Linked DNA regions of Mus musculus: regions 2, 3, 4, 5 and 6 are each linked to region 1. A link is a contact called in public Hi-C, HiChIP or PLAC-seq, capture Hi-C and promoter capture Hi-C data. All regions are on one chromosome and are shown on one strand. Each heading gives the region's core, a stretch centred on a gene start, on an enhancer-like site or on the middle of the called end of the contact. The rest is flanking DNA. Distances are from core to core; before and after follow the strand shown.

Region 1 (4,550 bases), core at 840-3,339:
ACTTGCTGGATAAATATCATTGAACAGGGACATCCAGTGGACGTGAGCACTGTGGATGGCCTGCATCATACAACGGATCCCCATCCCCTGTCTTCCTTCTGCCACAGCTTAATCAATATCCCCCGGGGAAAGGGATCCACAGGTTTCATCTCCCATCACTGTTTCCATCCAGTTTGTCTGGCTGCTACAGAACACCTGACCACGCCTGCTTCTGTCCGTCACAACCTAGAGTGTTAGGTGCCGCTAGATGATTTGTGCCATGTCCTTGCTGGCAGTCCTTACTCATGCAGTATGGCCTTGCTGTTCTTTAGAGGACACAGTAGGTGCCTGCAATCTGCCGAGGTCCTGAATAAGTCTCCTAGCAATAATGCTCACTCTTTGCTTAAGTGAAAACAAAAACTCGTGTGGCCTTGTATGTGAAAGGCCAAGAACCGTGCACCACAGCACCATTCCACACAGAAAGTAAAGCAAGGTTCAAAAACTTGCCTCCGGACTTGTGTGGTTTATATGCTGAACACAGAGAAAGCATCTTGTCCCCTGACTGTGTCTCTGTGTGTACCCAAGCCCACCATCTACTTTGAGCGTGAGCGTGATATTCACTGTATATCACAAGACCAGTCTCTGTATATTCATAAGATAATGTTCTAGGAGTTCTGAGTGTGTTTTGAGCACTACCAGTTCCTTCATCAGGAATTACCAGGGTACTCGGAATGAACGATGACACGGTACAGAGGAGAAACCAGAAGCCCAGGGAGGTTGCTCTCTTAGAATTTCTCAAAGTGGGCTGCACAGAACACCCATATCTTGAATATAGGCACTTTATGGAAAAGGGGGTCTGGTCAGGATCACATACATTTCAGAAATTTCAGATTAGACAAAATGGAGTTGGGGTTTTCATTAGTCTACTTAAACGACAGAGCTTCTAGCTGCAGCTAGTGTTCTTTCCACAAAACTGGGGACAAGGGCATCTGTGGGGTGTGTTAAGCCTCCCCTTACCCTTACCCATGATTATAGAAGGTGCTGAGGACTCCCGCAGACAGCAATACTACACACAGCACAGCTTTGAACTCTGCCCCTAGCGTGCTACTTCTTAGGTACTCGGTGGGCTGGGCTGGTTTTTTCAACAGGCCGTTCCCACGTTTTGCTAGGCTTCCTACATCTCCCTGCTTATCCCCAAGAGTGGAACTCAGAAGACATGACAAGTGAAATCCCTTAACTCCTTATAGTTACAATATGAGGGTTTCGTTGTTGTTGTTTCTCGTTCTACAACCCAGAGAGCAGCAGGAACCCAGCACTAACTGGAAGCCTGGTCCATCCACCTAGCTCCCACACCCCCAGCTCAGCACACCCGAACAGAGGAAGCATCAGAGCGCATTCCCTGTGGAGAGCAGAGGTGTGTAGGGGAGAGGGTAACAACTGAGGGAAGTGTATCCTTCATTTCCTCATGTTTTTTCCTTCTTTGCTGCTGATCACCTGTTTCTGAATTGCCTGTTCCGCTGTGTTTCTATAAAGGTATTAACCACTTTGCTCATCCAAGGATGCGCGGACCGAGACCTCAGATTCTGGTTCAGCGACATCATCTGTAGACCTTGTTGCCAAGCTCGGTGACCACGGATGCTGAACTCAGAAAGGGCTAAGCAGGGATAGCGAGCGGTCAGAGAGCAATGTCGGGTTCCCAGAGTTAGGGCTCCCCCTGCTGGAATCCAGAGCCAAGACCGAGTGTATTTTTATTCCCCAGAAATCCTGATTGAGCCTGCCTTCAGCCAGCTGCTTCACATTCAGTCAAGGCTTCTCCCACAGACTAGACTGGCATCTCTATCCAGCCATCTGTGAGTCTCCCCTCTCTTCGCCTGTGCTCTACTTCCTAAAGGATGATCGAGTTCTCTGTGCCCAAGTCAAATGCTGGGAATTTAAGACTGGGGGATTTCCCGACTTTCCCCCAAAAGCCGATCTTTTTGTTAGGACACGTTCTCCACAACAAGAATTACATTTTTCAAATGTTTGAATATCGGATCCTTTGTATTGCACATCTGGGGGTGTATTGTACACCCAGAGGGTGGGAGAAGAGAAACCCCTCCCGGATGCTCCCTCTTCGGGAGTAAGGTCAGAGGCATAAACCTGGAAAGTAGCCTAGTTTTACTCTGCTCTGGTCACTAAGCCCCTTCTTGCCATAAAACCCTGCCTCTGTGGAGTAGGAAAATAAGCATCGTGCCATAAAAATCTTGCCGGCATCTAGCTTCCTCTAGCTTCTGAGACTTGAGTCTCAGAATTCCTGATGGCTGAGAAATTGCAAGGCCCAACATCTAGAGAATTCTGCCCCACACACACCCACCCACACACACCCACCCCCAAGGACGCCACTATTTGTAATTGAGAAGTCTCTATCTTTTCATTTGTCAAAGAGGAAGGCTGAGCCACATTGAAATGGAAATCCGGCTTTCTCGTGCAGAGGGCAGCAAGGTTTCCGCTGGCTCTCTGTTAGGTGTTGACCCATTAGGACACGCTGTAAGGGCTGGGGCTCCTTAAGACCTGGGAAGTCAGGGCCCATTAGCTGTGCTCTCCAGTAGTGGAGCACATACCCACTTGGGGCTCACTGCAAATAAGACACTGAGGACTAGGAGGGCTAGGAGGGTTGGGAGCGATAGCTCAGTTGGTAAACACACCCCTAGGTTTGATCTTTGGCGCCTCATAAACCAGGTGTCCTGGTGGCACAGGCCTGTGATTGCAACACTTGGGAGGTGGAAGGAGGAGGAGGAGGAGGAGGAGGAGGAAGAGGAGGAGGAGGAGGAGGAGGAGGAGGAGGAAGAAAAGTTCAAGGTCATTCTTATCCAGCTGCTCATAGAAGCTACCTAGGATACAGGAGACCTTTTCAGAAGAAGAAATGTAAAGACAGCAAATTCAAAACCCTAAATGAAGGCGAACCTCTTTCAACCCCATGAATAATTATTCACATTTACAGAAATGAATACTAAAAGGAGCCGATCTTCATTTTTCAGCAGGCTGCACTATGGGATACCTTTACATACCAAGTTCACCTGATGCATAAAACATATGATTAGATTTACAAAAACTTGATTTACACAGTTTTTTTTTAAACATCTTTGCAGAAAGATTAGGTGTGATTAGATGCAATAGGAGCCCCTCTGAGGCTCACTGATGGGCTGTAGGAGAGTTACTAGCCAAACCCTCTTCAGCTGGTGTCAGTTCCCTCCCTAGAGATGTCTTGAGTGAGGCCTAATGACTGCTTACAGGGGTGGTATTGGAACAAGGGACGCTTCAGGAAATAGGTGCTGTTCAACCTTCATGAACTTGCCAATGAAGCAGAGCATCACAGTTGGAAAAGTGGTCAGGTCTGCTTTCTGTAGGAAAAAGGCACCCAGAAAGACACAGCTTCGATAGCCACTAGTGTGAGGCCATGAGGAGAAAGAAACAGGGGCAGCCCTAGGTGGCAAGAGAGCATTTGTCTGAGACTAAAGGAAGGAAGAGCTCCACAGAATTAATGTGTTCACTCCAAGGGATTCAAGGAGGTTCTCAGAGCCTGCACTATGGAGCAAGCCATTGAGCTGGCTTCTGGTTGCAGTTTCTACTCTTTCCAGAATTTAAAGCTCTGCCGTGTACACAGCAAGCAATCATATAGGCAATGTATATGGCAACTTATGTTGCTCTCCTCCAATGGCCACAATCAACTGAATTATAAAATATAGTCTCATATAAATCAAATTTATTATAAAATATAGCCATCATAACTTGAAAGAAGAAAATTGTGTGTGTGTGTGTGTGTGTGTGTGTGTGTGTGTGTGTGTGTGTGTAAGATATATACACGGTCGTCTGATAAAGAAGTCGTAACCTGCGCCATTTCGAAGTGTCTGGGGACATCTGTCATAGAGTTGTGCTCCAACTTCCGGGTTGCTTTGAGTCTCCTGAAGTGCAAAAGAGCAGAAGCTTTGAGAATCTGCATCCAGGTTCCTTTCTTATCCTTTATCCTTGACCCCTTTCCCAACACACACTCAAAGCAGCATTTTGAGACGCCGGAGAAGGAAGTATCACAGATTCAAAGGCGCAACAAGCTTTGAAAAGCTGCTGCCCACTGTCCACCGCTCCCCGGAGCTCCCATACTTAGCTTTTTGGTTTGTGATCTCACACCCGTTCTGGTGACACAGCACACTCACAGCTCATGAATATTTGATACCAAATTAAATGATTCTTCATTCTATCACGTAAAGAAGACAATTCAGTTTAAAGAAACCATTTGAAAGAGAACTCATTACATACCATTATTTTATTTTATTTTATTTTATTTTAACACTTTGATTATTCCATAGACAATACATGACTTTCTGCCTCTGTCTTTTAATTCCTTTTTTTGTCTAAAAATTAAACCCTGCCTTTCACTTTGCAAACTACAATACTCGTTTTCATTTGAATAAGAAAAAGTATTTTCCCAAATTATTAAATTGTTTAATAATGGAACAAATAGAATAATAATATTTCCCCAGGAGAGTACACCTCAAAGATTAGAGAGAGAACATGTGCTCCTAAAAGGATATGTT
Region 2 (4,572 bases), core at 846-3,345, 700 kb before region 1:
ATGCCCTTACCTGTGGTTTTACTTTCCATGGTTTTATTATATCATGCCCAATTGCAACATTAGAGTATTAGACGGAAAATTCCAGAAATAACTAATTGCCACGGGTTTTTTTTTGTTTGTTTGTTTTTTGTTTTTTGTGGTTTTTCGAGACAGGGTTTCTCTGTATAGCCCTGGCTGTCCTGGAACTCACTTTGTAGACCTGGCTGTCCTTGAACTGAGAAATCCGAATGCCTCTGCCTCTCGAGTGCTGGGATTAAAGGTGTGCACCACCACGCCCGGCTTAATTGCCAAGTTTTAAATCATGTCATTCTGAAGAAAATTATACAATCTTGTGTTGTCTTATTCTATCCTGCCTTGCACGTAACTCATTTATCTTGTTGCCTAGCACCGCCACACTCCAAACACCCCTCACCTGTGACTCATGAAGGATCCACCTAGTTTTGCCCAGTGAAACAGAAGATGTCAGCTAGAGGCTTCTGAGACACACTGCCTGTTTTTCCTAGGGGTCCACTAGATGACATGTTTCCTCCTCTTCTACTCCTGACATTTTAGTAGTGTCTAGAGCTGCAGTTGGCTTTTGGTTGTTAGCTAGGGGATGAGAGCAGAGGAAGGCACAGCTACATAATAAAGCCATGATATGTGTGTGTGTGTGTGTGTGGGGGGGGATCAGAGTAATTGAAAATAGCGTTATTTTTTAATGTCTCAGACCTCTGTGCTGTTCATGTGCGTTAGCTCGATGGCGGTTACAAGCTGTGTACTGCTTATCCCTGGGGTCTATTTTACACATACAATGATGACAAGGATACTAGGCTGAGTGTGTAGTGCATTAGTAACTGTAGAAAGTAAGGACTTACGTGACTGCTTTGACAGTAACAATCTTTAACCAATAGCAAAACTAAAGACAAAGACCCTGTCTTTAAAATGTATCAAAAGAGCTCTAAGGCTTTCCTAAGATCACTCTCACGGGGTGACAGAAAAACCTTAATGCAATTTTATTACAAACAGTGGCTCAGCTGCTGCTTGTCAGTCACACCATTCAAAAAGTTTCTGACAGAAAGTGAAGAGTTCTAGATCTGTGAGATGGCTCAGTATGGAGAGGTGCTTGCTGCTAAGCCTTACGAATCTGAGTTTCATTCTCAGAACCTGCAAAGTACGAGAGAACTGACTCCAAGCTGTTCTTTGACCTCACCAGAACTGTTGTATACAAGAGCGAATCCACACAAGCACACATACAATAGGCAATAAACATAATTAAAAAAAAAAACTCAGATTTTTGCAGAGAGATCAGGGTTTGACATGTGTCTTCTGTCACTAGTTTAGTTGTGAAACTTTACCTGATACTTTTCTGATACTATTCTGTCATCTGCAAATTGGGGATTAGCAACCAATTCACACTCTTTTCTTTTATTTGCAACTGGTATGTTTGAAAAAAAATTATAATTTCTGGACATTCACTGTAACAAATACTTGAAAGTCATTGGAGAAAACCTAATAAACACCTTTTTGTCCCAGTGGAGCTCATAGTGTAGTTAGAAGGTGACTTTATACATATTATTTGATTTAATCCTACCAATAGCCTTATGAGATGGATCGCAGTAGTCTCATTTTAGAACCAGGAAGAAATCATGTTTCCTTCTCATAGTTCTTAACCTCGCAGAGGAAAGGGATGTATGTGCGGCGACGAGGAAGAAGATGGTGACTCTTTAAATGTTTTATGCACTTCTGTGGCTGTTAAGTGCGTCTTGGATCCGAAATTTTCCTTGGTCCATTTTTCCCTTGAAGAAAGTTTAATGGCTTCTCATCGTTAACCCATCTGAAAGAAGTTACTGGAAAGGGGAGAAGGGCGGCTCCGTGCAGGTAGCAAAGGCTGATCTGGGCACGATCAGTCAGGGACAAGATAGATCCCAGACGAAGCAGGAGCCCGGAACCGGAGCAGTGGAGCTGAAAGAAACCTGGAGGCTCGGTGGAAGCCCACGTGTAGAGAGACGCAGAAACCCGGTGCTGCTGAGCGCCCTCCTCCTCGTAGGCCCCGCCCATCCGGGCCCGGGCATCCGGGCCAATGGGCGTGACCCTGTGGGGGCGTGGCCTGCGCACAGGTGCCGCCCCGGCCCGCCCGTTCCGTCGCCTCTGCCGTCGTGCGTGCGGCTCGGCGGAGGGCCGGGCTTGCGCTCTCTCCGCCTTCTTCCCCACCTCCGGCTGCCGGCGACACCGGTCTTTGCAGTCCGGGACCCCGTGCGATCGTTAGCCCGGTGCACGGTGAGTCCCCGAAGGAGCCCGTGGGCTCCCGGGCCAGTGGTTCCGAGGCTGGCGCTAGGCCGGAGACCGGCCGCCGGGACGGGCTGAGGGCAGCGGACAGCTTGGGGCATGTGGATGAATGAGGCGCCCTCGGACTAGGCCGCGCGGCCACGAGATTGGCTCTCGCCGCAGTCTGGGGGAAAGTCTTGCCTCAGGGCGGGACGCCAATGCCGGGTCAGGAGGGGAAGGGTGGTGTGCGGAGGTCCTGCTTGGCTGGACTGCGGGGGCACCCCTTGTAGGTCACCCCTTGTAGGCTCCAGGACTGGACGGGCTCTCCCCATGCAGCTGTTCATTGGAGGCCCGGAACAGGTGTCAGGATCCCCAAAATGGGAGATCCTTGGCCTCCCGGTCTGGGATTACAGGTTGGAGTATCACTTCTGGAGCAGGCGGAGTGGGGAGAAGGAGGGAGGAGCAGCGTGGCTCTAGGAGGTCCAACCAGCCAGAAGGCAGGGACAGTTTTAGTTTCCAGGTTCTAAGACGCGCAAGGTTGCAGTTCCTCGTAGGTTCCTGTTGCAGTGTTAAAAGTGAGATCAATTTTGCACAGTGGACCTTGGAGCCAGGACAAGAAAAGACAGAAAGTTTGGACTTGTCAATCAAAAGGTATTTGAAATAGGGCTGTATATAGCCTACTGGTAGAGCGCTTGCTTTTAGCATACATGAAAGCTCTAGGTTGGATCTTGAAAAGGAACGACAAGGTGAGTGCCTTCAAAGTATCCAGTGTAGAGTGTGGGTTTCAAAAACTGTTTAATAAGGACTGACGGTAAGCTTACCTACAGTGTCAAAGGCAAAAAGGTCTGGCTTCGAAGGACCTCCAGGCCTAGTAGTGACCATCAGTGTGGTGAACGCTGAGTTGTGGAGAGAGGCGGGTTCCAAGCGGTGGAGGAATGATTGGCGAGAGGTGACATGGTTGCTGGTGTTTCTGTAATGGGCTTCCTTAGACTTGTGTCTCTTCTCCTTCCAAATGCTTTCCTTCAAATACTATGACAGGTTAAGAAGGCGGTTGTCGGCAGCCAGCACGGAGGATTGGAACTAAGTTTTAAGTTTATCTTTGATTCCCGCTGCTGCAGTGTTTCTGGGACTACTCAGAAGTGATACATGTACACATTTTAGAATCAGATCTGTTTACAGAGACCCTCCCCTCAAAAAAAGTATGGGTTTTGCTCATATTTTAGTTGTGGATTGGTACAGACAGTAGGTTTTCTTGTCTACTACCCAGTAATATATTCTGTATACAGACATGTGTTTTGTTTATAGGGGAGTCTTAAAAGTTCATTTTGATATTTTAGATGCCCCCGAAAAAGGGAGGAGATGGAATTAAACCGCCTCCAATTATTGGAAGATTTGGAACCTCACTGAAAATTGGTATCGTTGGATTGCCAAATGTTGGGTAAGTAAAAATTGGGACTTTTCTTATTTTGATTTTGTAAACTTTGTGTCCTGTTATAGAAATAGAAACTCACAAGATTTTATTGGAGAAAGAAGTAACTGCTTTGAATATACTGTTAGAAGGTAGGTAAAAGGCTCCTGTTTCTGCAGATTTAAAAGCCAAAACGGAATCCACAGAACAAGCTGGCAAGCCAGTCTAGCCACAGTGGTGAGCTCCGAGTTCAGCAGCAGACCCTGCTTTATATGTAAGGTGGTGTGCAGCTGAGGAAAACACTTCACCCCAGCATTGGGCTGCCATGAGCACACACGCATGCACCCGTGTCTGCACACATCTGAACAGGCACATGGATGCCACGCATGTGTGCACACAAAAGGTGTTTAAACTTGGGAATTCTGAAAACAAAGTACTGTATTTTATCATGTCTTTAAAGTTAACCATACCTACCATATAGTTGCACAGAAGACAATGATAGAAGATATTATGTGGGGTTAATCTTACAACTGTGTAACTTAAATGTTCAGTGTCGGTTCCTTCCTTCCTTTTTGTTTGTTTGTTTGTTTGTTTGTTTTTTGGTTTTTCAAGACAGGGTTTCTCTGTATAGCCCTGGCTGTCCTGGAACTCACTCACCAGGCTGGCCTTGAAGTCAGAAATCCACCTGCCTCTCCCTCCCAAGTGCTGGGATTAAAGGTGTGCGCCAACACGCCTGGTTCTTTTCATTTTTTAAAAACTATCTTAGCCAGGCATGGCACTTCACATCTTTATCCTAGCACTTTGGGGGCTAATGCAAGAGCAGTCCTGTGAGATTGAGGCTAGCTTGGGCTACAGAAAAACCTCTTCTCAGAACCAAGAATCAGTCAATCAATCAATCAATCAATCAATCAGTCAATCTC
Region 3 (4,554 bases), core at 74-2,573, 630 kb before region 1:
ACCTGAAATTCCTTCACTAGTGATCAGCACTCATTGAGGCCCTGTGGCTTTGTGAAAATGTTTATTGTCACAAAAGTATTTTATACTTTTTATATGATTAAAATTTAATTCCCTTTCTTATTTTGAATTGGCTTTCTTTTGTCTACTTTCTTTTTTTAATGAAAAGGATGAATGGAAGGAAGTATAAGATGGTACCTCTGTTTCCTTCTTTTGTATAATCTTGTTGCATGTCTCTACATAAGCTGTTCTGGCCACTCATCATAGTAACCAGCTGGGCCATTTCACCTGCTGGAGCCATTAAAGAGGACTCTCTCCCCCTAGATTAATCCCCTCCGACATTAGTTTTTTTGCACTGACAACTGCAGCAGGCATTCAGGATTTGCAGGTGGCCAGTGTGACGCACATAATTGCCTACAATTTTAGGCAATGAATAAAAATGGTCTACATTACTTGTCAAAGGTTGTATATGCAGTGCCAAGTGAGATCTATGGGAAGCCTTTTAGGGTTTAAAGAACAGTTAATAGCAAGGCTGCACAGGGCTTTTTTAATCATAATGCATTTGTAATATAGCACTTTGATCTTCTCCTTGTAGGAAATGGTGTTACATTAGCCACTTTTAAACATTTATGAGTGAAATTCAGTTATAGAAGAGTAAAAGTGATTATTCTTAAGCAGAACATGTTCAATTTCATTAAAAGTTTTCGTCTTGCCCCTTCCTTGTTAAAATCCATGGGAAGTCCTTTCCCTGGGGGACTTCAAATCAGGATCGAAGGATATAGGGCCTTTTCTTTATTTTTCTTGTTGGTAACAGTAAGATTTGCAAAGAAGGTATACTAAATATAGAGATAATTTATACAAATGGACATTTACAACACAATAACTGGTCATAGTAATATAAAAATACTCTCAGGAAATCTATTACTAATAATTGTGTTGCAACAAATTTTAAGAAATGAATATTTAAAGCAGGTCCATAAATTATCTTTACAAAAACAAAACAAAAAAATGTCCTCAAAACAGAAGGCCCAGATGATTCTCAAATATGCCTCTTGTGGAAGAGCCCGGTTTGACCTTTCAGCCCCGAGAGCCTTTTATTAACACCTGCCAGGCTGTAAGGAGCCCTGGCCACACGCAGCTCTTAGACTCGGGCCCACAGAACTGATGAGGAAAGGCTGGAAGGGCTCAGTTTGTGTCACTTGCTGTTTGGCGTTTCCATTTCACAGATGATTAATCTTTCTGTGAAGAAAGGCCAGAGAAACAAAGCCCGCCAGCCTCTTCCCGCAGTTCCTCCTTCTGAATGCACACTAGCTTGCTAACTAAAAGGCCTTTAGATTTCCAGCAGAGAGAGATGTTCTGAAAGTGAATGCAGCTGGTTGGAGGTCACCAGTGCAGGGCTCTTGCCATTGTGTAATGGAGGCTTTGGCAGGTTGGGGTGGGGGGAGCAGTGAAGAAGTGACAGGGAGAAGGGGTTGGCAAAAAAATTAATTCAGAAGAAAAAAGGTTTGGGTCAGTTCATTTAATATTTTGTAGTAAATAGTCAGTCATAGGTTCAATTAGTTATTTTGTTTATATTTTTAAGGAAAAGCTGTACTTTAGTCTCTCTTTAGGATACGCCCCATTTCATACTAGCATGTAACATCACTAGATAACATTGACTCTGAAATTTTATCTTTGATGTGATTGAGTTGTCTTGCAGTTTTTCATATTGTTATGTTAACTAATTTTGCTGACTTTGTACACTCAAAATTTAATGTTTCATCAGTATTTCATCAGTTTTCGTTTGAGATACAAAAAATGTATTTCTGTTCATTACAAGAGTTATCTTTATTTTGAGGACTTAAAACTTTTAGCTCTTAGTGTCCAACACTTACTGCTCATTTTGTATTTACTTTTTTCTTGATTGTGTGCAGGACATAATGTGCAAAGTCAAGTCTTGGGTTATAGATCAAAAGAAACCTGTTCGCTTCTATCATGACTGGAATGACAAAGAGGTACGTGTAAATACTGTGTCTGTTACTGCCTGAGCTCTGATTGCTTAGAGAGCAAATTGGGCTGCTCAGTATCTTATACTTAGTAATATATAGTTACTTTTATTTCTGTCAGCCGGTGTAAATTCCTAAGCTTTTTTTTCCCTTTTCCAATCTCCCACTTTAAATATTTCATAACATCTAACCCTTTATAAACAAAAGTATTATAAAAATGAAAATGTTTACTCAAAGAGTTTTCATGTTCAAATTATTCAATGTTTTACTCCGTATTTACTAAGCTTTTAAAAAGGGTTCTTTCTCTGTCTCCTACTCTAGATTGAAGTGTTGAATAAACACTTATTTTTGACTTCAAAACCAATGGTCTACTTGGTGAATCTTTCTGAAAAAGACTATATAAGAAAGAAAAACAAATGGTAAGTGTTTTTTCCCTGGATACTCCCACATACGTATCTCTGGATATACCCACATACGTATCACTAACATAAGCATATAGGTATGTGTGTATGTGTGAATAATGTGTTTGATTTTAATATCTTTTCCTCAGAAAATGTTAAAATTAGAAAGTTTTGTCTTGTGTTACATTTAAAAGGTAAGTCTCCTAAATGATTTACACTAAGAGAACATTACAAACTGAATTAAATTGGGAAATTTTGAATCATACATATTTGCTTATCAAATTTAACTTTTTAAAATATTTTGTTTAGTTTTGTTACAAAATGAGAGTAAATGTATTTGGTGCAATAAAGTGTTTGAAACTGAGATCTTGTAGCCTCATTAATACTGCAGGTGACCTTAAGACCACTACTAGGGATTGCAGCTGGACATAACATTTTAAAACCCAAATTGAATAGTTTGAGAGAGACAGACAGATAGACAGACAGACAGACAGACACAAAACCTAGGTGTAGAAAAGGTTGAGATACTGGCTTGAAACTTCCAAAGTGTATCAAGGTAAAAGCTGCATTTGTGTGTTGCCATTCTAATATGTAACTAAAGTGTGCGAGACTTGTCACCCTTGCCTACAGTTCAGAGACCGCTCTTGTGCTGGCGTGGACATGGAGGCATGTGGCATAGTGCTCGCTTTGACTTGCCTCACTAGACCCTCAGCATTTTATAGTATTAAGTCATAGAAACAAATCAAAACTATACAAAGAAAAAGATCTGAATTCTCCTAAAATATATTGTCGGTTTCTCCCTGTACTTCATTAAGTACTTAGATGCACATGGTTTCAATTTTCCATTAAAAATTCTCATTTCCATATGATATCAAAGAGTGAGAAGGCTTTAAACTGAAAAATAAACATTCATAGACTGGAAGCCAAAACAATAATTAATGTCAGATGGTTAACTCCAATAAATCATTAGAATAAATTCTGTGAAATTACTGCAACTAAAAATGCCCTGTTGATATTACTGTAAGACATTCCGTGTCCCTGATAGGAAGCTGAGTTTAACCTCTTTATTGGCAATGTTCTGGAAAGAATACTTTAGCGTAAAAATGTTGTTCAGGCTGGTCATTGTCCTCTAAAAAGTAACTAACTTTAAAACATAATCAGTTCCATCCTGTTGCAAACTCTAATAAATTTGATGATTAATGTGTTAAAAATTGTTTGCTTTAAGAAAGAATTTTTAAATTTATTATTTGACTTAAGTTAATAAATCTTGTCATAGAAGTCTGAATGGTAACTTCTCCTGAGGCTGGGTAGAACAATACAGACATCAAAGTTTACATGAAAAGGGATGAGTCGGTTTCCTTGCCCAAAGGGGCTTCTCACACCTGTATTTCGATGATTACAGGTAGAACTCCCTGGCTCTAATTGTATAGTAAATACCATTTCCCAGACCCTAATGGTAGACAGACTGCTTAGGAGACGCCAGTCTGTGATTTAGCTGTCGCCAGACACCCCATGTTTCTTGTGAGACCAGTTGTGATGATGAGATGGTTATAACCATTGAAACTGCTCTTGTCTAAAGAACAAATTTTAATTTGTAACAACATCGACGTATGAATGGTTCTATTTATAAAACCAAATTTTTGTAGGTTTTATGTATAGCTAATGATCTGGTCTGACGTTGGGATATGTGTGGTGGGGGGAGGTGTCCAGATCTTGTGGAAGTTAGTGTAATTGTAGCTGAAAGATCAAAGACTGGGTAACTGAGTGATGTTCCAGAAGAGAATTTACCACATAGCCATTTTCTGTACAGTTTCTGCCGCCTGCTGTTCCTATTTTCCCTCAAGCTAGCCATTGACTACCCCCTGTGCATCCCTGCTCGTAAAACATGATTGAGGAAGTATTTGTCATGTATTTATGAGTGGGAAACACTGTGTGATAGGGAATGGCATCTACTGGAGCCAGAAAGATTGCCACTCTCCTTCCATCCAGCCACTCGGCTGCAGCTTTAAATCCTCTGTTTATGTAACATAGCCTTCATATTAAAGCACAGAAGGAGTTTTTATTATGAAAGATAAACACACTAGGTTTTCATCGTGTATAATACTGCAAGCAAATATAAATAGTTAAAATTCATTTTAATTCCTAAATCCATTTGCTTCTGTTAGCATCTT
Region 4 (4,651 bases), core at 1,446-3,945, 520 kb before region 1:
ATGTTTAGTTTAGTCCAAGGACTGTAACCATCACCACTATTTCATTCCTGAGTATTTTTATCATCCCAACAGAAAATATGTACCAATTAAATTTCTCAGAGCCACTATCAGCTCTAGCTAACATTAATCGTCTGTGTCCTCAGGTTTGCCTATTCTAGACCTTCATGATATAATTTATGCCCTTCGGTTACCTTTGCATAGTATTTTTAAGGTTCTCCATGTTGTACTCTCTATCTGCACCTTATTCCTTTTTAAAAACAAAACAAAGCCCAGAATCATTTGTCTGTTTATTAATTGAGAGACAAATTGGGGGCAACTTTATTGTGTTTATTTAAGACAAGGGGACTCTAAGTAGCCTAGGCTGGCCTCAAATTTATGACCCTCTTGCCTCAGGTTCCCAAGAAGCTGAGGTGTTTAAATATTATTTCCTTTCTTTGGGGAGGGGGAAGGGTGGTGTTTAAGACAGGGTTTCTCTGTGTTGCCCTGGCTGTCCTGGAACTCACTCTATAGACGAGGCTGGCCTCAAACTCAGAAATTCTCCTGTCTCTGCCTCTCAAGTGCTGGGATTAAAGGTGTGCACCACCACTGCCCGGCTTATTTTCTTTTTTATTGATAAACAGTCACACAATCTTATATCTAGCCTTAGGTTTGGGGCTAACAGCCAGCCAGCCCTTTAAAAGATTTCTTTTTCTCTTGTAGGCATAGCGTGTTCACACTCATCCTCCAGTACTGGAAATGAGCAGATTCACACAGAACAGGCATCAGTATGTAGAAGGTCCATCCCTGATGCTACTGTTTTACAGGGACCCTCTGAGACCATTCTGTTGGCTGGCTACCTTCTGGGCTCATTGACGTCTGATCTCTGCATCCTGGCCAATTCAGTCTCGACCAAGTAGATCAATTGCTTTTCTTTGGTTTGTGGTCTCCTTGAAGAATCCTCAGCCACCATGATAGCATCAGCGGCTGGACAGGAAGTTTCTCTTTGCCCTCAGCATCTTTGCTTTCAGTTCCTTAGAAATCCAAACCAAAATGTAACTGGTTGATATATAGGCCAAGTGAACACAAACTGCATTGGGCAACAGTCTCAAAATGGGACCAGCAATTGTATCAGTATATGTGTACTAGCAAGAGCCTTTGTCAGATGTGCCATCCTGCCATCTCATTAAACAGCATTTATTTATTTTTTTATTTAGCAAAGCTTTACATTCATTTGTTTTTGAAGAACTTCAAGTTTTTTATGCTTGTAAGAGCCAAGTTTGGTTTTTTGTTTTTGTTTTTTTTTTTTATAAATAAGCTAAAATACAGTAGTCTGATGAAATTATAGTCATCACAGAAATTATAATTGAAACAGTGAGATCTTTTCCTAGAGATGTCAGCACATACTATTATCATAGAGTGTGTGTGTGTGGTTGTGTGTGTGTGTGGGGGGGGGTATAGCGTAGGATATGAGTATGGTATATATACTGAGCTCATAGAGGCCAGATAAGACATCCCTACCCTGGTCCTAACCCTGAGAAGTTAATGTGATAGTGTGTGCAGGAGGCCTGAAGTTCCAGGCACCCTAATAGGAGATCAGTCCAAGCTGCTGGAAGGACAATGAGTAAGGACAGGCATGGTTCAGGGTCAAAGTGCACATAGCCTAGGCTCTGGAGGTTCTGTAGTAAACCATCCAAGATCCTGTTACCCTGTTTTACCCCATTTAACCGAGGGTTTCCTAATCATTTCCTTTCTCATTATTTTGACACCCAGTATTTGATGTTTGATTTTGTAACATCCCTCTCCCCAGATATATTTTAGTAAAATTGCAGCAAGCTAGGTTTTGTTTTTTTTTTTTTTTTTTTTTTTTTTTGACAGTGAACTAACAGCATCGTGGTTTAAGACAATTTTGCAAGAATGTTTGGACAGTCCAGTGGACTCCTGGTTTCTCCCTGTGTCAAAATCAGCTTGGGAAAACCACTGTCGAAGCGATGCAGTCCTGCTGTTTTTCTCTTCTGTTTTCTCTTTTCTTTTCTTCTTTCTTTCTTTCTTTTTTGCACAGATCTCTGATGATGAGGTGATGGCTTATATTTGTAATTTGTATGCTATTAACTGTTTGTTACAGAATGCATTATCTCAGTTTCCCCCATAGCAACTCTAAGTACAGGGAACTTACTCTGTTATGGGACTTCCAGCGCGCGCGCGCGCGCGCGCGCGCGTGTGTGTGTGTGTGTGTGTGTGTGTGTGTGTGTGAGAGAGAGAGAGAGAGAGAGAGAGGCAGACAGACAGACAGACAGACAGAGACAGAGAGAGGTGATGTGTTTCTTTGATCACATTATCTAGGTTTCCCATTGTAGTTAAGTTAGAATGTTGCCTGTAAATTCCTATCGGGACTTTGTTCTCCATTCCTCAAACTAGTAATCATTCCTGTCACTGTCTGAGGACAATGAAGCCTTGAGGACCCCAGGAAAAAATGTTAACCAGGGTTCTCAGTCATCGACAGCTCGCAGCACACGGCAGGGCCATCATGGGGCCACACAGAAGCACCAAGAAATCCTTCACATTGTGCAATGGGGTCTGACTTCTCCCCATTGGTCCAGGTCTTCATGCTCTTTCCACGTCCGCCCAACTGCGTCACGTTTTTTCAGGGAGTGTGTGTGTGGGGGGAGGGGGGGGCTGCATACTACCGCAGATATTCCCGTTGGCTGGGAGGCGCCCCTCCTGTGCTTGGCTCATCTTGCCTTGGAGCCTCCTCCAGAGCGTGGGGGTGGGCCTGGGCTCAACAAGTCAGTCCCAGGAAGGCGCAGCCCTGACCCTGCGGCCCTCCCTGCTGGGAGCTCCGGGGTGGGGCGAGACCCAGGGAGGACAGCGCCTAGGACAGGTCAGCTCAAGCCAGCCCTGTGGTGCACACAGCTGGGGGCGACGGGACCCTACTGGGCTGTGGGCTGAGTGAGGTCAGGCCCCGCCTTAGAAAACACAGATCAAGAGTATTCCTGGGGTTTTGTTATGAAAGGTCTGGGTGGGTGGGTGGTGGGTCAGATTCTTTCATCAACCCTTCCAAAAAGTCCCTTCTTCTGAAAGTGGGTCTTGCTTCATAACTAGAGGAAGGGGACTGTGGAAATACGTCCTTAGTGGTGCTCGCTGGAGTGAACACCCATGAAGGATGAGGGTCTTAGGCTCCGGCATCGCTCTCTCCTAAGTTCCATGTTGGGGGTGTGAAGTTTGAAGTACCTGCAGAGGCACTGACTGTTCTGCTGAGGTCCACAAGGCCTGTGATTCACAGCAAAGCTCAGTCTTGCATCGTGACTGAAGTGCTGAGGTTGTCAGACTGCTCCAGAGAGCGCCGGCTGTTCCTGCCCTGCCCTTGGAGATACTGAGATTCGTTGTTAGAGAAACACACTCTCCTCTTACCCCTCACTCACTGCTTCTGAGTCCAGATTGCAGACTCGGAAGTTTGTTTCTAGTGACAAAGGATTGGATGCTTCCTCATTGCCTCGGGACATCACACAGAAGTCACAGTTAACAGCCCACCTCTGGAGAAAGACTTTAGGAGTCAAATCGGAGCTCTGGTTCACACTAATTCTCAGCCCTTCCTGGAAGTTACTCATTCCCCTGTTATCAAGTGAGGAGAGTAAAAATAGTGCCTACCTCACAAGCTTTACTGGAAGGTTAACCGGAATGATTCAAGTAGAGTTTATTTAGAGTTTTAGACTGTTTTGCAATGCGATAACTGCATTACCGGGTAGTTTATAAGAGAAGAGGGGCTGGTCTGCCCAAGGTTCTGAAAGATGTGAAGCCACAGGCATGTTGCAAGAGACTGAGAGCTGTGTCACTCCATAGCAGAAGGCATAAGGACAAAACAAGAGAATAGAGGAACACCAGGGTCTGGCTCAGTTTTATATCACAACGCTTCTTATGGTAACCCCTTTTCCGAGATAAGGACATTCATCCATTCGTAAAGGCACAACCTCCACACCTAATCCCTTATTTGGCCCTGGCTCCTAAGACAAAATGGTCATGAAAAGCTCACAGATATCGAGAGAAAGGTTTTTATAGGAATTTCAGAGTTATGGAAAATTCTTTACCAGGCAAGATGGATTGAAGAAAACAATATGTGAAGTGCCTTGCTAATTTAGAGGTACACAAATGCGTTTACCATGTATAGAAGTCTCAAGTATGAGCCGGGTGTGGTAGCGCACACCTTTAATCCTAGCACTTGGGAGGCAGAGGCAGGCAGATTTCTGAGTCCAAGGCCAGCCTGGTTCTCAAAGTGAGTTCTAGGACAGCCTGGGCTCTACAGAGAAACCCTGTCTCGAAAAAACAAACAAAACAAACAAACAAAAAAAAATCTCAAGTATGTAAACTTTAAGAAATAAAATTGAAAGAGAGCAGGCTGACAATAATAGCGGCTGTCACTGTGTAGTAGAGTTGTGGCTAATGTTCCCCACTTTCTGTCTTATCACTTTTGATCCTTTCCCAACCTACTTTAAATGTTGCTTTGGAAAACTACTTCAAATTATTTATCTTTGTATATGTATTTATGTATCCATATACAGGTGTGTGTATGTGTGTGTGTGTGTGTGTGTGTGTGTGGGTGTGTGTGTGTGTTTGAGAGAGAGAGAGAGAGACCTTATTTTTGATAGTGAGGGATGTAAAGGCCTTTAGAGGGCAAAAA
Region 5 (4,645 bases), core at 58-2,557, 570 kb before region 1:
TATATTAAACATACGTATATTACATATGTGTATACCCAAACATTATTTCTTCACAGCACACATTCTGGAAAGATGGCTCTGAGGTCAGATCTTGGAGAAGACCCACGTTCAATTCTCAGCACCCACATCAGGCTGCTCATTCCAGCCTGTCCTCTAGCTCCTGGGAATCTGACACTCTCTTCTGATCTCCCTGGGCACCTGCATTCAGACACACACACACACACACACACACACACACACACACACAAAATTAATCAACATTTGTGCACTTTATCATAAATGTTATACCTCAGTTTTAAAAAGAAAACTGCATTGTTCAAACAGTTGGTAGAGCTATTATCCATCCATTATTATACATATTAGGTCTTCAGGAAATAGTCATGTGCTTTAATACTGTAAAGATGTTAGTTATGGTAAAGATCACAACAATATACAAGCTGCCTGTGAAAACTTGCCAGTACTTAAGCCAGCCACATTTCACAACTGAATTAACTGTATGTGTCATTTCAGAAGCTATGATAAAAGACTGCTTCCCATAGAAACGAAATTATTTTCTGGGGTCCAAAGAATTGAAATCTGGTCAGCTGTAATAAGATTCAATTGTAACGGCAAAAACAATTGGAAACAATTTAAAATATCTATCAATTTAGGAAAATGGCAAAGTGAATTATAATGCACCCATACAAAAGGGTGCCTTAAGCCATTAAAAAGAATAAAAGTACATCTATATGAGCTGGCATGGAGAAATTGCTCATTCATATTGCTTTGTGAGGGAAGTCACAGACCAATGTGTGGAGAAGGACCCCAGAGGAAACTTCAGTTAACTATGTGGTATGTGTCCTCCTGAATAGTAACCGTGAGTTTACATGTATGAATAATTCTACATATATTTTTGCATAAATGAGACCATCTCATACATATTATCAGGTGACTTTCTCACTGAAGGGCCCATTTGAAAGCAATGTATGTCTGAGGACATACCTGCATGTGTGTAAGCCAAGACCTGAAGAGAGAAAGGATGCAGCTGTCAGTGCAAAAATGTAGGTGCTTTACTAAAATAATATTAAAACCATAAATTAATAATATTGAAATTAAAAAAATGGCAGGAGCAACCAGGCAGACACACAACAGCAAATGCAGAGGCTCTGACAAGAGCCGGGTGCCCTGTGGAACAGCAGCTGCGGGTGGCTGGCTAGGGTGTACTGAGGAGGACCTCCACGTGATTCAGGACTTTGGATCTCACTCTGGCTTAAGTGGAAAGCCCTTAGTTTTCAAACAAGCCATGCATTGTGATGTAGATTTTAAAAGGTCGGCTGGCACACTGCCCCATCTGCTGTTATGCCTTGTGCTCCTAGCCCAGAGCGGGCTGGTCGTGGTGCAGAAGAGAGACAGGAAGGAGGAGGGAGCAGGAAGCCGGCTGCCAAAGGCCAGAACTGCAGCTGACTATCCAAAAGAAGTAGTGGGGGCTGGTGTCTGTTTCTAACAGCCACTTTGGCTCTGATTATTTTGGATTTTGAGACATGATCTCACTGTGTAGCCCGGCCTGGCTTGAAACTCACTCTAAGGACCAGGCTAGCTTCAAACTTGGGAATCCTCCTGTCTTTGACAACCACAGGTGCAGGAATTACAGGTGTATTCCACCATACCTGGCTACTAGCCACATTTTTAAAGAAACAAAATTCATCTTTATAATGTCTCTTATTTAACCAAGGATGCCCAAGCTGTTATTTCAATGTGTGACCAACCTTAAAATCACTAATATGTTTTAGATGTTTTCCTTTCACACAATGTAAGCACCCCTAATCCAAAATGTTTTGAGCACTGATGTGAAAGGCATTTGGATTTGAACCATTTGGGATTTAAGGGTTAGATATGTTCAATCAAGTGAGGTCTATGCAAATATTCCGAACTCTGAGAAACTCTGTAATCTGAAACACCTGTGGTCCTAAGTATTTCCGATAAGGGCTACTGTGCTAAGCCCTTCAAATCCCACCCCACACTGCACACCATGCTGGGTGCATTCCCAGTGCTCAGTAGCTCCGTCATATGAGACTGTAAGGCCAGGGCTTTACCTTCCCTCCAAAGGACTTTAACTTGCGCCCTCAGCCACATTTGACCTCCACATCTCATCAGAAATACATTCCCCAGACTGGCTGTTTCCTTTTAAGACTTACAGTAAAGCTTATGGTTCGTGGCAGTATGGTATTGATGCAGGAAAGACTTACAATCAAACCCAGACACAGATCCACCTGAGCTAGTTACTTTTTCTGGTTGCCTTGACAGCTCAAGAAAGGGTTTAGGGCTGAAGAGTTGACTCAGCAGTTAAGAGCACTGGCTGTTCTTCCAGAGGACCCTTGTTCAATTTCCAGCACCCACATGTCAGCTCACAACCAACCATTACTCCAGTTCCAAGGGATACAACGCCCTCTTCCGGCCCCTGAAGTCCTTAGGCATACAAGTAGTACACAGACATATACACCCTGGCAAAAACCCGTACACATAAAATACAATAAGATATTTTTGTCCATTTGTTTTGTTTTTTGGGATAGGGTTTCTCCGTTTTTCCCTGGCTGTCCTAGAGCTCACTGTATAGACCAGGCTGGCCTTACATTCAGAGATCTGCTTGCCTCTGCCTCACAAGTGCTGAGATTAAAGGCGTGCACCACCGCTGCCCCCAGCAGAGGAGATGTTGTTTTGAAGGAAAGATTTCCTTTGGCTCTTGCTGTGAGGCTAGGGCTACAGTCTGTCATGGTAGGGAAACACGATTGCGGGAGCTTGAGGCAGCAGCCGTTCACGTTCCATTTGTAGTCCCAAGCCAAGGCAGATGCTGGTGCACCGCTCACGTTCTCCTGTACTCAGTCCGAGACCTCGGCCTGTTGATCCAGCCTACCACAGTCACGATATCTCTTCTATCCCAATAGCTCAGCTTCTGCTCCCATTCTGGAAACTCACTCACTGACGTGCCCAGTGATTTCTCTCCTGGACTCTAGATCTTCTCAAGTTGACAACCAATAACTAGTCAACTGTTTTTGGGTTTTGTTTGTTTGTTTTTGTTGTTTGTTTGTTTGTTTCTAGCATCTACTACAGGACAGCGGGTATGGTGGCTTATACCTTTAATCCCAGCATGCAGGAGGCAGAGGCAGGTGGATCTCTGAGTCTGAGGCCATCCTGGTCTATAGATTGAATTCCAGGACATCCAGAGCTATCTTATCTCAAACAAACAACTGCAAGACTCTTTGACCAATGGTACTGGAACAACTGGACTGGAAAAATAAAATAAAAGATCTAAACACAGGCTGGAGAGATGGCTCAGCGGTTAAGAGCACTGTCTGCTCTTCCAGAGGTCCTGAGTTCAATTCCCAGCAACCACAATGGTGGCTCACAACCATTTGTAATGGGATCTGATGCCCTCTTCCGGTGTGTCTGAAGACAGTGTACAGTGTACTCATATATGTTAAATAAATCTTTTTTAAAAAAAGATCTAAACACCCTTCTCAAAAATTCACTTAAATCTCAAAATGCATAATAGTCCTAAATATAAAGCACAAAACAACAGAGCCAGAGGGCAAGAGACAGCCTAGGCGACATTTCAGATCCAACGCCAAAGTCGTGGTCCCTGAGAGAAAGAATTGATAGCTGAAACTACAGAAACATTAGGGTACCATCAAGAACCTGAGAAGACAACAGATGGGAAGAAAATGTTTGCGATGTGTCTTGTAAAGATTGTATCTGAACTACTCCCCCAAAATATACAAAGACTCTTAAAAGCTGATAAGGAAACAACAAACTACACCCCTACCCCCACCCCTGTTTTCAAAAGCTTTGAATGTAGGCTCAGAGTGGCCACTAAACACCCTGTGTAGATACCACGTTGTCCATTAGATACATGCATCAGAAATTCAGAGGTCTGAGAATGAAGGGATACGCTCTCAGAATCAGTACTCAAGGGAGAGTATTCACAATCTGAGGGCTGGACAGGGCAGGGTCGAGAACAGTGTGGCCCAATGCTTTCTTGGACCCTTTAAAATAGTTCATCGTGTTGCAGTGACCCCGCCCCCAACCATAAGTTTATTTTTATTGCTATTTCACAACTGTAATTTGCTACTGCTTTGAATTGTAATGTAAATATCTGTGTTTTCCAATGGTCTTAGGCGACTGACCCTTGTAAAAGGGTTATTCAACTCCCCCACCCCTGAAAGGGATTGAGGCCCGCAGGTTGAGAACCTCTGGTCTAGAACAAATGGAAAGTTGGCGGCAAGTTGCCTGGTGCAGAGGCATCTAAAAAAGGCGGCCTGTGAGCAGGCCACTGGAGCGACGTTGTGAGACAGGAAGGAAGCTGGGCTAACCAGCCATCGAAAGACATCACGCATCGCAAGTTGCTTCACCAAGGAAAAGATTCCAATACCCTTGGGAAGGTCGATCACACAGAGGTAGGGTTGACCAGAGAAGTTGCCAGGAACTGCGGGAGCAAAAGGGGTTTTGTTGTTCCGTTGAGTTAGTTCATGGACTAATGAGTGCCGAGCACATTCGAATGTTGATAAAGCTTGCTTTTAAGAATAGAGCTCAGGGCCAACAGCGAGAGAGAGCGGAGAGAGAGCTGCATTGTCCCCTCTGAGAGCGGCAGGGGCAGAGGCCATGCAGCCTT
Region 6 (4,408 bases), core at 766-3,265, 870 kb before region 1:
TCTGACCCAAGGGGTTTTAATCAGATGTCTAAACTCCCAGCGCCTCTGACGGAAGGAAGGATAAGTCCAAGAGATTGTTATAGATAATGCCTCAGGGTTTCCAATTTTAGGTCTAGAAGCAAATTCACTCTTTGTAGCCCCTTCCTCCTTTGTAAGCGCATTGAAATAGTTCTTCATTTCCAGATAGCAGAATTTCACAGCTGGGAAATCTATTAGAAGCTCTCTACCTGGCTTCTTTCTCCTTATTTTAGTGGATGAGAACAAACTTAATGTTCCCCACCTCCTCTTCTTTACCTCTCTCAGCTGTCCGGCTCTACAGTTCTTCTGTAACACCCCTCAAACTTACTCCATTTGTACTACCATTAGCCCAGAGTAGGTTATTTCCTTGTCTTGGCTAGTCCCAAAGTCACCATACTGTCCTTTCTGCCTTTCATCTCTCCACTTATCCTGGGAAGGCTTCCAGATCATAAGGCACAAAATCCACTGACATGTTCCAGTGTGGGGAAATTGTACCAATCTTACTGTGCTGTCAGAGGATAAACTAAGCTAAGCTAACACAAGGAACTCCTACAGGTTGGCCTTAACTTTCCTTTCTAGGCCTGTCTTTCAATAATCCTTTAAAAGTCAAAGTTCACTAAATATTTAGTTTGACTAATGTTCATAGTTTCAAGGCAGGAATCCATTTAGCCTTGAGATAACAGATGTATTGTTTTTTTTTTTTTTTTTTTTTTTGCAGTTAGGTTAATAGTTAAAAGTGAGAAAGACAAAAAATGAACCAAAAGGGAGTAAGCTACATTTTAAAAAATAGTTTCAATTCTGCTCACCTTTCCTTAGGCTTCATATCCTTAAGCCAGCTCTTGGCTTTTCTTTTCTTTTTTTTTCCCATTTTTTATTACATATTTTCTTTATTTACATTTCAAATTTTATCCCCTTTCCTCATTTTCCCTCGGAACCCCCTTCCCCCATCCCATCTCCCTTCCCGGCTTTTATTTTCTTAGTAAACCATATAGTAACTTAATTTAAAGGTGCAAATAGTACTGTACTTTGTACTAAAACTGCACAGATTAATAGGACATAGTAGTGGCCAGACAAAACAGTAAAATTTGCAAAGCAAGATTTCTTTTTAAGAAATACTTACAAAATCACTGAGATCAGGCTTTAAATTAGAAATATTTTTTGTTTCAGAAAATGTCTTCATTTTCACACGTTGACTTCGAGAAGCCCCAGTAGACTTCCGAGAATACTAGGAGATTCCTGTCTGTAAACTAAGAGCATACAGCCAGAGTTCCTCCACAACAGAAAAAGAAGCAGTCGCTGCTGGCAATGTATTCTAAATCAAGCACACAACTAAAGCTTATATTTTAATCTCTTTTGATTTAGGAAGGTCAAGATCATGCTAGCTTGGGAAAGGTAGAAGGCAGGGTTTGAACTCACATCCTTGCATTTATAACTCTATACTATGCAATGACGAGGCTAACCAGGAGAGGAATTGACAGGATTACTGGAAGCTGAGGTTAACCGAAATGATGACAGGCCTTCCTGAGTCTGAGCAGAGGCGGAGGAAACCAATACTGCCAATCCCCACCCGGCCGCCATCTTGTGGGAAGAGAAAAGCCGGAAGTACAGCTACGGGAGACCGGCGGCCAAGTGGCTTTGGCGGAGGCGAAGCATAAGGGCAGGGACTGGGCTGTGTGGCCTCGGGCACCGGGGGTGGAGCGGTGTCGCTTGTCCTTGGGGGCGGGGCCTAAAGGCGAGGTGGAGACCCGCATTCGGGCCTTCTGGCTAGGGGCGGGGCCTTGGGGTGGAGCCCCAGGGCGGAGTGCAGTGTAGCACTGGAGCTTAGGGGTGTGGCCTGACGGCGGGGTGGAGATTTGAAACGCGGACCTCCATGCTGGAGGCGGGGCCTTGGGCGGGGCGGGGCCATGTCCTGAGCTTGGGGGCGGGGCCTCACGGCAGAATGGAGACCGGCTTCTCTGACCTCCAGGCCAGGGGCGGAGCCTGAAGGCGGGGCGGAGGCGGGGAGGAGGCACCGGGCTGCAGACGCCTAAGGTAGCTGACAGGACCGCAGCGGCTCACCCCTCCCTTTCTCGGAACGTGGTTGGGCATCTGCCGCTGGCACACGCCGCTACAAGAGGGTTCGGGGCGGGAGATGACGGCGGTGTGCTCGCTGCTTGGCCCTCTGTGAGCATCGGCTTCCTTCTCCTTGCAGCCGGAGCTGCAGACCTAGCAGGTGAGATGAGCCCCAGTTGCGTTTGCAATGGCCCCTGCCCCTGGGGTCCGGACCAGTGGGCAGCGCCAGGCTGCCCTGGCGCCTCGGCTAGCTGCTGCGCCTGTCCGCCTCTGCTCCACAGAGCCTGCGCCTGAAACCTGCGGGAACACTGGAGATGGTCTGCTCACAAGGGACGACTTGTCCCCTCTGGTGCCAGAGCTGCGGTCCCCAGGGTGCGAAGCACCCCGTTGCACGTGTGCTCACATTGTCATCTCGGACTTTTTACTTTAGCCCAAGGTGGCCTTCGTGTCTGCCCCTCCTGAGCACCTCGGGATCTTTGCGCCAAATTTTCTCCCATACTTCTTTACGGAGCACCTGACGTTGTGACTCCCATGCCCTGGCTTTCCACTTCCACGGGTGTCAGCTGCCCTCGGTATCATCTATTTGGTCAGGGACTCTGCACTCCTTATCTTGGCGGGCCAAAGTCTGATCCTGCAGATTGACAAGGGAAAAGGCAGTGACTGGAGTGCCTGTTGATGTTGAAGAGTGCTTTTTATAGTGCTGCAAGGCATTAGGCTTTTCTCCTGTCTAAAGGATAGGAGTGTTTGAGAAGAGAACAGCCTCAGTTTAAAGCTTTTTCTTTCAAGTCAGTACTGCAGCACATTTGAACTTAATAGCATTTAACCTACAATTTCAGTGCTTTGGTCATGTTATCTAAGTCAGATGTAATGCGACTAGATGGTTTGTATACTTCGTTTTCTAGTGTCTGGCCCAGTGAATTGGCTTTTCCAGTGATAGGACAACTTGTTTGTTCTGCAACAAGTCTTGTTTTTGTAGTTTAAAGGACTGGATGACATTTTTAAAACTTCCTTTGTTGTGGTTCTTGTTAATCTTAAAATGTGCATAAGAAGCGGTTTTTCGTTTTGTTTTGTTTTCATGTTTAAAATGGTATGAGATAAAACTTCAGAGTTATTTTTAGTTTTTTTTTTTCTCCCTTCCTTATTTTGAGACAGCTGCTAATTTAAGTCCTGGCTGGCTTTTCTTTGTAGCTGGGCTTGAACCCATGGTCTTCCTGCCTCTGCCTCACTAGTGCTGTGATTACAGGTGTGTGACATTATGTCAGACTAGAAGTCATTTTAACTTTCATTTGCCTCGGGAACTGTTTATAACACTGGAAAAATTGAAAGGGGGAAAAGGACAGATTACTTTTAAAAAGTTTCATTTAATTTTCAGTTAATTGGAAGTTGAACCTGGAAGTTGTTAAACCTCTTGGCCATCACCTTCACTGTCAATAGCCACTTAAGATCAAACTCAATTCAACTCTTAATTGCTGGGTATGAAACAGAGGCTGGTAACTTCATAACACATTCTAAACTCGTAACTTTGTGGAATATCTAGTATGTCTACTATTGAGGATCTTTAATATTAGGCATGTTTGTATAGCTACTTGTGACAATGAATGCTGTTTACCTTGTTACCGTTTTAATCATTATCATTAGGTCTGCAGTCTCTCTACCCACCTCTCTTACCCACTTTGGTTTATTCTGTGTACGCTGTCTGTTTTTTGAGACATCGTCTCAATGCAGCCCCGGTTGCTTTTGAACTTGTATTGCTCCTATTTCTGTCTCTCAGGACTGGGTTCCTAGCATGGGGCACCATACTTGGCATTAGAACTATTGCTCCCATTTCATGAAGACCTCCTCTGTGATGAGCTGTGCACAGTACATCCTTTCCATATAGTGTTTCGCTAAGGAGTTTTCCCACTCGTTTCACAGTTAAGGAAACTGACTCAGGGAGGCAAAGTAATTGACCCAAAGAGTTGATAAATGCTAAGGTTCAAAGTCTACAACAGTTTTCATTATCTATTGTTAATTAAGATTGTTGTTTAAGCATGTGCGCTTGCGCGCGCTCTCTCTCTCTCCTCCCCTCACCCCCCACGGTTACATTGTTGTTCTTATGTTGTCCAAATATGGGATTGTGAGATATCCAAGCAAAGAAAAATAGGGATTGTGAGTTATTCAAGCAAAGAAATCTAGGGAACTTTGGAAAAGGCTGGACCAGTTTCTTACCCCCTTCCTTACTCCCTTTCTAAGGACACATTTCTTAAGGGCGCCAATGTTTTCATACTCAAGTCTGATTGTTGACCAGCAACTTCAAGGATGACTGTGTGCCAACCAGAACCTGCCTGTGTAATTCAGT

Evidence for each region. Promoter capture Hi-C pulls out the DNA fragments that hold promoters and counts their contacts. A called contact is a pair of places that touch in the nucleus more often than the background predicts. HiChIP or PLAC-seq counts read pairs in DNA pulled down with a chosen protein or histone mark. Capture Hi-C pulls out chosen DNA fragments and counts their contacts.
Region 2: a contact with region 1 is called in an H3K27ac HiChIP or PLAC-seq map of differentiating embryonic stem cells, with 6 times the contacts expected there. The contact joins the promoter of Ola1 here to the enhancer-like site in region 1. A contact is called at or near these places in 8 of 39 promoter capture datasets (the 3T3-L1 cell line, cranial neural crest, frontonasal cranial neural crest and 3 more), 1 of 15 datasets of contacts at CTCF or cohesin (large pre-B cells), 2 of 484 Hi-C or Micro-C datasets (the HPC-7 cell line and nephron progenitors), 24 of 115 datasets of contacts at active chromatin or transcription factors (the NIH/3T3 cell line, T-cell acute lymphoblastic leukemia, astrocytes and 17 more) and 3 of 9 other capture datasets (adipose tissue, embryonic stem cells and liver).
Region 3: a Hi-C map of embryonic stem cells shows a contact between it and region 1, with 2.1 times the contacts expected there. The contact joins two enhancer-like sites. A contact is called at or near these places in 7 of 39 promoter capture datasets (the 3T3-L1 cell line, 3T3-L1-derived adipocytes, hippocampal neurons and 3 more), 3 of 484 Hi-C or Micro-C datasets (cerebral cortex, embryonic fibroblasts and embryonic stem cells), 6 of 115 datasets of contacts at active chromatin or transcription factors (embryonic basal ganglia, embryonic forebrain, embryonic limb bud and 3 more) and 3 of 9 other capture datasets (embryonic stem cells, embryonic tail and embryonic trunk).
Region 4: a contact with region 1 is called in a capture Hi-C map of embryonic stem cells, with 3 times the contacts expected there. The contact joins two enhancer-like sites. A contact is called at or near these places in 12 of 115 datasets of contacts at active chromatin or transcription factors (the NIH/3T3 cell line, cardiomyocytes, craniofacial prominence and 9 more) and 1 of 9 other capture datasets (embryonic stem cells).
Region 5: a contact with region 1 is called in an H3K4me3 HiChIP or PLAC-seq map of embryonic basal ganglia, with 4 times the contacts expected there. The contact joins two enhancer-like sites. A contact is called at or near these places in 1 of 39 promoter capture datasets (the 3T3-L1 cell line), 1 of 15 datasets of contacts at CTCF or cohesin (large pre-B cells), 24 of 484 Hi-C or Micro-C datasets (the 3T3-L1 cell line, the C2C12 cell line, the STO cell line and 16 more), 13 of 115 datasets of contacts at active chromatin or transcription factors (astrocytes, bone marrow-derived dendritic cells, cardiomyocytes and 8 more) and 1 of 9 other capture datasets (embryonic stem cells).
Region 6: a contact with region 1 is called in a promoter capture Hi-C map of embryonic stem cells, with 2.5 times the contacts expected there. The contact joins the promoter of Gpr155 here to the enhancer-like site in region 1. A contact is called at or near these places in 8 of 39 promoter capture datasets (the 3T3-L1 cell line, 3T3-L1-derived adipocytes, the HPC-7 cell line and 5 more), 1 of 484 Hi-C or Micro-C datasets (the G1E-ER4 cell line), 4 of 115 datasets of contacts at active chromatin or transcription factors (astrocytes, embryonic hindbrain, embryonic stem cells and 1 more) and 2 of 9 other capture datasets (embryonic stem cells and macrophages).

The regions. Positions count from the first base shown.
Region 1 is chr2:72,513,725-72,518,274 of GRCm38.p6, reverse strand. No RefSeq gene overlaps it. Among named protein-coding and RNA genes, the nearest start is that of Cdca7, 40 kb to the right of the region's middle. Within about 2 kb of position 2,089, at least 25 of the 459 cell types and tissues checked have an H3K27ac peak or open chromatin away from gene starts, as enhancers often do. A contact at or near this core is called in differentiating embryonic stem cells, embryonic basal ganglia and embryonic stem cells, where this site is marked.
Region 2 is chr2:73,211,970-73,216,541 of GRCm38.p6, reverse strand. Ola1 (Obg-like ATPase 1) reads left to right here and starts at 2,095. Exons shown (of 11, transcript NM_025942.2): 1 at 2,095-2,256; 2 at 3,582-3,682. The coding sequence starts at 3,582.
Region 3 is chr2:73,139,745-73,144,298 of GRCm38.p6, reverse strand. Ola1 (Obg-like ATPase 1) reads left to right here. Exons shown (of 11, transcript NM_025942.2): 6 at 1,911-1,991; 7 at 2,304-2,401. Among named protein-coding and RNA genes, the nearest start is that of Ola1, 72 kb to the left of the region's middle. Within about 2 kb of position 1,323, at least 22 of the 459 cell types and tissues checked have an H3K27ac peak or open chromatin away from gene starts, as enhancers often do. A contact at or near this core is called in embryonic stem cells, where this site is marked.
Region 4 is chr2:73,036,570-73,041,220 of GRCm38.p6, reverse strand. No RefSeq gene overlaps it. Among named protein-coding and RNA genes, the nearest start is that of Gm39850, 30 kb to the right of the region's middle. Within about 2 kb of position 2,695, at least 137 of the 459 cell types and tissues checked have an H3K27ac peak or open chromatin away from gene starts, as enhancers often do. A contact at or near this core is called in differentiating embryonic stem cells and embryonic stem cells, where this site is marked.
Region 5 is chr2:73,082,758-73,087,402 of GRCm38.p6, reverse strand. No RefSeq gene overlaps it. Among named protein-coding and RNA genes, the nearest start is that of Gm39850, 76 kb to the right of the region's middle. Within about 2 kb of position 1,307, at least 48 of the 459 cell types and tissues checked have an H3K27ac peak or open chromatin away from gene starts, as enhancers often do. A contact at or near this core is called in differentiating embryonic stem cells and embryonic basal ganglia, where this site is marked.
Region 6 is chr2:73,384,087-73,388,494 of GRCm38.p6, reverse strand. Gpr155 (G protein-coupled receptor 155) reads left to right here and starts at 2,015. Exons shown (of 17, transcript NM_001190297.2): 1 at 2,015-2,230. Gm13707 (a long non-coding RNA gene) reads right to left here and starts at 1,645. Exons shown (of 9, transcript XR_866430.3): 1 at 1,139-1,645; 2 at 1-45.